Linked DNA regions of Mus musculus: regions 2 and 3 are each linked to region 1. The links are chromatin contacts, called in public promoter capture Hi-C maps. All regions are on one chromosome and are shown on one strand. Each heading gives the region's core, a stretch centred on a gene start, on an enhancer-like site or on the middle of the called end of the contact. The rest is flanking DNA. Distances are from core to core; before and after follow the strand shown.

Region 1 (2,607 bases), core at 60-2,559:
GGTGGCTCACAACCATCTGTAATGGGGTCTGATGCCCTCTTCTGGTGTGTTGGAGGACAGCAGCAGTGTACTCACATATATAAAACAAATCTTACATTAAAAAAAAAAAAAGAAAAACTTATGGGGGGGTGGAGAAGGGGTGTTTTGGGAAAGGCAGCATTTGAGGAGGTAGTGTGGAAACCTAAAAGATAAAAAGAAAAACTTATCTGGGCTTTAAAAAGGAGGGATACACACACACACACACCCGCCCCACCCCACAAGTATACTGGCAACCACGCTTCATAGCCACCACAGAGACACAGAAGACCCTCATCAGCAAGGACCGAGAATAAGCCTTTTGGAGAGACCTCACAGCAATGACCGAATCTGAGGCTTCCTGACTCGTGTCTGCCATTATGAACCCACTTCAGGGAACTCTGGTCTTGAGCACACCGCACACACTGTGTCTGTCTGCAGATGTTCCCAGCAGACACTGCTCACAGGGCCTGCTTTATTCTAGCAGCCTTGACAAGGCCATAAATGCTTGGCGGGAAGATTAAGCAGCAGTTAATATCGGCCATAGTTCCAGGCAGGCAGACGCAGGAAGATGCCACCCCACCAGCTAATGACCCATGCCCTAGCACATCTGCCAAGACACTGCACTACTGACAGCATCTATCTCCTGGGTGGGGCGGGGCATTATGTGAGAAAAATAAAGGAGACAGGGGGCTTCGGCCTTCTTCTTCTCAGGAGCCTGAGATACCCAAGGTGTGTATCCCTGGTCACTCCATGACACTCTGCCCTTGGTAGGGAGGCCTCCGGCCACATGGTACACGCTAGGTTTTCCACCTCCGAGTTCTCGGGGTTTCTCCTGTGCCGGATTCTGCGCCCTGTGGACACTTAATTGACCCCTGAGCCCTTAAGTACTGGTCCCAAGGATCTGACGGACTCAGCTTCTGATTTCTGGACGCCTTGCACACTGGACTCTCAGTCTAGCCAGTGTGATGATCATCCCAGAGAACCTGAATGCAGGCCCCGGCCTCCTGGCCTCCCCAACCGGGACCACACGGAAGAACTGCGCCCAGCTCTCCATTCTAGTAATCCAAAATTGCAGGCCCTCCCAGTCCCGGGGACCCGACCCTCTCCACATTTCTGCACGAAAGCCTCCCAGGTTCTCTGTGCACTGGACACTCCGAGCACAGGCCGACTCACCATGGTGCCAGCAGTCCAGCACTTCCACTAATCCGGGATGGGCGCTGGTCAGAGGAGGCTGCGCGGTCTCCTGGCAACTCCGACTAGATCCCGTGCTGGTTCTCAAATCCTCGCGAGACTATCCTCCAGTTCTCCCCTCCCACCCACCCCCGCCCTAAGGGACCTGGGCAACCGGGAGTGCGTCCCTAACAACGCGCCAGAAGAGCTAGTGTTGCCCTCGGTGTATTGCTGGTCTCTCTCCCACTACAACTTGGGCTACAGAAGAAACCTATTGTGGTTCCTCGGGTTCTCCAGAGTCTACATGGCGGGCGCTCACAAGGAGGAACGGATAAAGAGAAAAGTCTGAATGATTAATCTGCCTCCCAAGCCAAGTTCCCAAATTGGATGCAAATATTGAGCTAAGAGCCCGCTCCTGCGGCCCATCCACCTTGCCCTGCTTGTGAAAATTCCTTCCACATGCTGCTCTGATGAGACTGAACGTGTAAAGCTGGGCTTCCAGAAAGAAAAACGCTAAGGGTGTTATGCCTGCGACCACTGGGGAAGCTGAGAGGAAGACTGCATGCGTTGGAAGCTAGCCTGGGCTACATACCAAAAACCCTGTCTCAAAAAAAAAAAAAAAAAAAAAAAAAAAAAAAAGAAAAAAATGCTGGAGAGATGGCTCAGCGGGTAAGAGCACTGACTGCTCTTCTGAAGGTAGAACCACCCATAATGAGACCTGACGCCCTCTTCTGATGCGTCTGAAGTCAGCTACAGTGTATTTATTTATAATAATAAATAAGCGAGTTGATTGGAGTTGCTTGGAGCAGGGCTGCACCCTGCATAACAACCACATAAAGGCTCACAACCATCTGTACAGCTGCAGTGTATGCACATACATAAAAAGAAAGAGAAACAAAACAAAAGCAAAACAACAACAAAGTGGCTTAGCAGGACAGGGTAAAACAGAAACAGAAGGGACAGCAGGTTATGCTCCTCTGCCTGCTCTGAGGATGAAGATTCCACACCCATAAGTGGATGCAGCAGGAGAGAAAGATTGCTCAGTGGTGGGGATCTGAGGCTCCTAGCAATGAGACTCCCCTGTTTGCTAACCCAACCTCCCAGTGTCCCCTCTCCCAGATTCTTGAAGAATGGCCCGCTGGAAGAACAACACCGGATCCTTGTGAGCATTCTAACAGTGGCTTATTTGTAGTAAATCTTAACAAAAGTCCAACATAGCCGCCACGCTGTTTGCTGTCAGTGAACTTTAAGGCGAGCCCCACTCGCCTGGGAAACTCAAAAGCAGCACCTAGAAGCACCTGAGCACAGTTAGGTCAGCTGTCGAATGCTGTCAGCCGAGAGCTCAGATTGTCAGCCGGAACATACACAGGTGGACTCCGGGTAGCCTGTTTTTTACGGGAGCCTTCCAAGAAAGCTGGA
Region 2 (2,607 bases), core at 42-2,541, 290 kb before region 1:
GAGCCTTCCAGGCCAGACCCTGGCCCCACCCTGTGGCAGGAAGGAAGCAGGGGCACAAACTGCAGATAACCTGACAGATCGTCATGCTTTTCCGTGCGAGTCCCTCCTTCGGACGACGAGCACAGACCACGTCAAAGTTTCAAGTCTCGTGAGGGACTGGCAGGCACAGGCCAACCATACATAGTAGTGGTTGTTTATTCTTGCCTCGACTGGGGGAGGGGGAGCACCCAGCACGTGCATTGAGAATGGCTGGGTGCTGCAGGAGAAAAAAAGATGAAAAAATCATGTCTCCATATCCAAGGCCTGTGGTCATCAGAGGACCATATATTTGTATTTATAAAGGTAATATAATGCAACCATATCTGGAGGGGAGGACGGGAGGAGAGAGGGAGGGAGGGAAAATACACGAGGCCAGGGGTCTACAGAAAAGAGACAGCATTCATCCACTTAAAACTCATTATAATCTCAATGCAAAGAAAGGAATTCCAACACCCCCACCCCACCCTCCCGAGGCCCACAACCCTGCCCCTAGAGACACAAAACGCAGGCGTGGCCCTGAGCCTTCATCCCTGCGGTTGGTGCTGCAGGGAGGAGGACAAGAATCGACGACAAATTGGCTCCTGCAACCCTGAGAGATTTAAACAATCCAAGGAGGAAAATGTAGAGTGAAACCAGGGTCAAAGCGGGAGGGAACTTGGTAGAATCACAGCAGGGGGCACCTGCTGGCCAGAGAGTCCAGACCAGCGCCTGATACCCCTAGAGCCTCAAGATTCCAGCCTAGCCTGAAACACCCAGACATTCTCAAGTTCCAGCTCGACCTTGACACCCCAAGAATATCAGGATCCCTCCCAGCCGCTGACACTTTAGGATTCTCAGTGTCTCCACCTGGCTCCTAACACCCAGATTCTCAGGATCCCAGCTGCTGACATTACTAGGATCCCAAGCCAACCCTAAACCACCCAAGACTCTAAATATCTCTGCCTGGTTCCTGACACCGCGAGGTTTGCAGGATATCTCGATATTCTAGACACCGGCTCTGGAGACCCTGACCCCGGCCCCCAACATTCCGGGACCCCAAGGCCTGCCCCTCTAAACACGTACGCAAACCCGCGCGTCTTACCGTAAGTCTCGGACATGGCGGTCTGCGCCATTCTGCCGCCACAGCTCCGCGGGGTCCGTCCTCCAGTCTCCGCAGAGCGAGAGGAACCGAGCGTGGAGAGCCGGGAACGGGCCCACGGCGAGCCGGCCACCGGCTGCGGCCCAGCGGGACTCGGCTCCGCGTCTGCGCACCGCCGCCCGGCGAAGGAGCCCGGCGGAGCAGGGGGAGGGGCGGGGTCGCAGGAGGAAGGAGGAGCGGGGCTGGGGAAGGGGAGGAGGGAGGGCAAGAGAAATGGTTGGAGGCTCCTAGTTGGAGGAGGAGGTGAAGGCAAAGGAGGATGAAGGAGGGGACCAGGAAGGAGGGAGGGCGGGACTAGGGAGGGGGCGCCTGCGCCCGTAGATCCTCCCAGATGGCTTAGCAGTACAGACTCAGCCTTTCTTAAGAGTGACCTGCCAGGCTAGGGTGGACAGGAGGCCGCCCGAGGGCTTGTTTTGACAGAAAGGGGGTTCACTAGCAGAAAGCCACGCAGGTGTGTTTGGTCACCAGAACTCTCCTGCTCACCACGTTAGTGGGCAGAGCAGTGCTGCTTGGCTCTTACTGCAGGCTAATTTCGAAGGTGTGTTCGGTTAATGAAGCAATACAGGTCAGAACCTACCCCTTCCTCCGAGGAAAAGGGTTGGGACATTTATTGAAAGGCAAATTGGGGTCGGGAGTTTGACCCACCTGAGCAAACCGGGGCCTAAGTAAGATCCTGCCTTCTTCACAGCAGCAGATGCCTGGGCTGTGGGAAGCCTACCGTGTACCTTTAACCTCCGCTGTCAGGCTCTACCACGGGTCAGACATTCTCTCCTGCCTCCGTGCTGCCTGTCCTAATATTTCATTATTGTGCTTTATGACAGAAAATTAAGGAGATGTGGGAAGGGAAAGAAGCCCCCGCCCCCATCCCGTAATCTTGTTGAAGTCTCTTGCTGGCACAGCATGCAAAGTTTGCTGTTGAGATTGTCTACCATCGTGTCGCTTGCCTATAATCCCAGCATTCAGGAGGCATAGGCAGGGTTGTTTCAAGTTGAAGGCCTATCTGGGCTACACAGCAAGGAGGGAAAACAAAGATGATAGAGACACAACTCAAAAAAATATATAAGTAAATATATTTTAAAATAACAGGAGTGACTGCCTGAATAATTCATTTGATATAGAGATATTTCATATACGAATGTGAAAATAGCCCAGCAGTGGTAGTGCAAGTCTTTGATCCCAGCACTGGGGAGGCAGAGGCAGGTGGACCTCTGTGAGTTCGAGGCTAGCCTGATCTAGCCTGTCTCCAAAAAAAAAAAACAAAAGGAAAAAAAAAAAAGAAAGAATGTTAAAATAGGAAGGAACTGCGCTGAAGGCCTGAGAGTGTGCGACCTTTGAGCTCAGCTTTCTTTCCCAGATGCAAATCTGTAATGTTCTGAGTCACCCACAAACACGATTACATTCAAAGCACATGCATGGTAGCACGGGCCTTT
Region 3 (2,607 bases), core at 33-2,532, 260 kb after region 1:
AAACTTAACATCCCTATTCTGAAAATGTGTCCAAGCCGTGCCTCAAGAAACTAACTCACTGTTCATCCCTGTCCATCTATAGGTGCCCTGCCTGCAGCATGTGCATGATGCCACCCAACTGCCCCTAGTGGGAGTAAAGGACAGCTTACATAGGAAAGCCATTCTCAGATGACTGAAGAACACCACACTAATGTGATGCACATGGAGGCTGTTAACCTAACTAGCTGCTGCTTGTTCACAAACTCGCAGCCGCACAAGGAACAAGCAGTTAGTTCACTTAACTCAGTTCCCAACGCAGGTTAGGTTATAGGCCTGTTTTAACCATCAAGAAACTGGGGTTCAGAAAAAGTTAAGCAATTACCCTAAAAGTCCATAGCACGAAGAGCAAACTTGAAGCCACACCTGTGTGCCTTCAAATCTTACGCACTAAATAGCAGCGACACAGAGCTGTCTGGGCGGCAGAGGAAAGGGCCTCTATCGGCAGTTCTCCAGAGGGCCCGCGTTCTCCAGAACCAGGAGGCCTGGTTTGCTCTCATTATCACTAAGCTCGCACCGGGGCCCGAGGACGCCTGGAACCCACCAGCTTCGTCTGTACCGTCGTCGCCTGTGTCCCCGCAGGAGCGTGTCATCGAGCCCCAGCTGAGCTGAGCAGCCGCCCCGTCAGCGCTCGTTCCGCCGCTGCGAGAAGGGCGACCCCGAGTCCGACCGCTTCCACAGCCGCCGCCCGAACCCCCGCGCTGCCGAGCTATTCCGGGAGACAGGAAGCGGCCGAGGCGGTCCCGCTTCATGGTGGTAGGCGACACTCGCTCCCTGCTCCGCGCTGCTCGGTGTGGCTCGGCCCCCTGACTTCTTGCTAGAGCGGACTTAACTTGGCACACTCCGTGCCGTTCCGCTACTCTCCGCCGCGCTGCCCCGCTCCGCTCGGCTCCCCGAGATCGGAGCCGGAGGAAGCGAGGGCTGCAAGGAAGCGAGGAGCGGTCTGGGGAGCCACAGCGGCCGCGGCGGGGTCAGGAGCCCGGAGTTCTTCGGGTCTCTCGGAACTCGCGACAGGCCCTTAAAGGAGGGGCAGCCCGGAGGGTGAACGGCCGCGGACTGCCGCCCGGGCGGTGGCGCACAACAGAAACCCTTCAGAGCAGTAGCTCTCCCCGCCAGCCTTCCCGTCCGCGCTCGCAGCAAGTTGGCCGGAGGAGGTGACAAGAGCCACTGACCCCTCCGGTCCCCTAAACCCAAGTCTGCGCGGCGGGGCGGGGCGCGGCGGGGCGGGGCAAGGCCGGCGGAAGTGTGTCCGGGTCCCCTTCCGGCGGTGCGCAGCTCCTGCGCCTCCCTCAGCTCCGCGCTCCGCGTTCCGGTCTGGAGGCGTCCGCCCCGTCCCGCCCCTGCCGCCGCGGCCTCCCGCTCCCCGCCCCCGCCCAGCGCCATGGCCGCTGCGGCCGGGGACGGCGGGGCGAAGCCACTGCAGAGCGCCATGAAACTGGCCAACAAGGCCATCGAGCTAGACACCGGCAACCGGCCCCGGGTGAGGCTGGGAGGGTCGCGGAAGCAGCTCTGGGAGGCCCTTTGCCCCTGGTGGGTGGGCGAGGGCGGGCGTGTAGAGGGATTCGGCGCTCCCGATGCGCGCGGCGGCGGCGGCGGCTCTGGGACCGCGCCCGGAGACCCGGGGCCCGGAGGCTAAGGGCGCCGAGCTCTGCGGGGACCTGGAACAGCTCAGCTCGCACTGGGCCTAGATTTACCTGTGTGATGAGGCGGTGTGACATAAGGAGGAGGTTCTGTTTGCAAAGGACCTACATCCAAGATGTAGATGACAGATGTGTGTGTGTGTGTGTGTGTGTGTGTGTGTGTGTGTATTCTTGACAGAGTCTGTGTAGAGTTAATCTAGAAAAGACCCGACTGTTGGCTCATTCAGGATGCTGCTGCTGTCTGCAGTTGCCTTCAAAGGTCATTTGTAAAGAAACCCAGGCACAAAAGGGGTGTGGCCTGTCACTGAGAATAACTGCTAATTAAAAGGATGGCAACAAGGTAGAAAAGCCGGCTGGGCCACCCAGAGCTTCCATAGGACAGGACGAATCACTGGTTGTCCAGTGCCCCAACTTAGTTTTCTAGGGCACCCTCACAAGACCAGAATCCTACCTGAAACCCATTTTATCTGAAGTGCTGAGCTAATTAAAGTTGGGTAATTTTGACAACGAGTAAAACGAAACACATACAGACCAGAGTGCGTTCTGTCTTGAGCTGTCACAGAGCCCAGAGCAGAGGGGTCACACAGCTGAAACCTGCAGCTCGGTGCTCTGGGCTCCTTTGAGCAGAGGGAATTATTCTGGAGTCTGTAGAATGTTATTTCTTCACCTAAGCCAAAACTTGAGATTGACAGATGAGCCCTTATCCTCTCCTCAGATTTCAGGAAGTGCTTTTCATGAGACATGGAAAGACTGCTAGTCTTTGAGTTGCACAGGAAGAGAACTTTGTCACACAGAGTGGAAACCCTTATTGCTGCTCAGGCAGCTCTGTGGAGCCTCCTGACTGAAGCTCAGCTCCTTCATGTGGTGGATAGTAATGAGAGGAGAGGTGTGTCTGTCTGGGAACTCCTCAGCACAGTGTTGAAGGAAGGAA

The links. Promoter capture Hi-C pulls out the DNA fragments that hold promoters and counts their contacts. Capture Hi-C pulls out chosen DNA fragments and counts their contacts.
Region 2: a contact with region 1 is called in a promoter capture Hi-C map of hippocampal neurons, with 2.5 times the contacts expected there. The contact joins the promoter of Rab4a here to the promoter of Gas8 in region 1. A contact is called at or near these places in 2 of 39 promoter capture datasets (embryonic stem cells and hippocampal neurons).
Region 3: a contact with region 1 is called in a promoter capture Hi-C map of adipose tissue. The contact joins the promoter of Vps9d1 here to the promoter of Gas8 in region 1. A contact is called at or near these places in 2 of 39 promoter capture datasets (hematopoietic stem and progenitor cells and neural stem cells), 2 of 484 Hi-C or Micro-C datasets (both in embryonic stem cells), 1 of 115 datasets of contacts at active chromatin or transcription factors (embryonic stem cells) and 3 of 9 other capture datasets (adipose tissue, liver and pancreatic islet).

What each region holds. Positions count from the first base shown.
Region 1 is chr8:123,517,537-123,520,143 of GRCm38.p6, reverse strand. It overlaps Gas8 (growth arrest specific 8), which reads right to left and starts at 1,309. Exons shown (of 11, transcript NM_018855.2): 1 at 1,192-1,309. The coding sequence starts at 1,194. It also overlaps a transcript of Dbndd1 not described here.
Region 2 is chr8:123,804,680-123,807,286 of GRCm38.p6, reverse strand. It overlaps Rab4a (RAB4A, member RAS oncogene family), which reads right to left and starts at 1,291. Exons shown (of 8, transcript NM_009003.3): 1 at 1,121-1,291. The coding sequence starts at 1,151.
Region 3 is chr8:123,252,897-123,255,503 of GRCm38.p6, reverse strand. It overlaps Vps9d1 (VPS9 domain containing 1), which reads left to right and starts at 1,282. Exons shown (of 15, transcript NM_028200.2): 1 at 1,282-1,516. The coding sequence starts at 1,418. It overlaps Zfp276 (zinc finger protein (C2H2 type) 276), which reads right to left and starts at 1,309. Exons shown (of 11, transcript NM_020497.2): 1 at 581-1,309. The coding sequence starts at 788.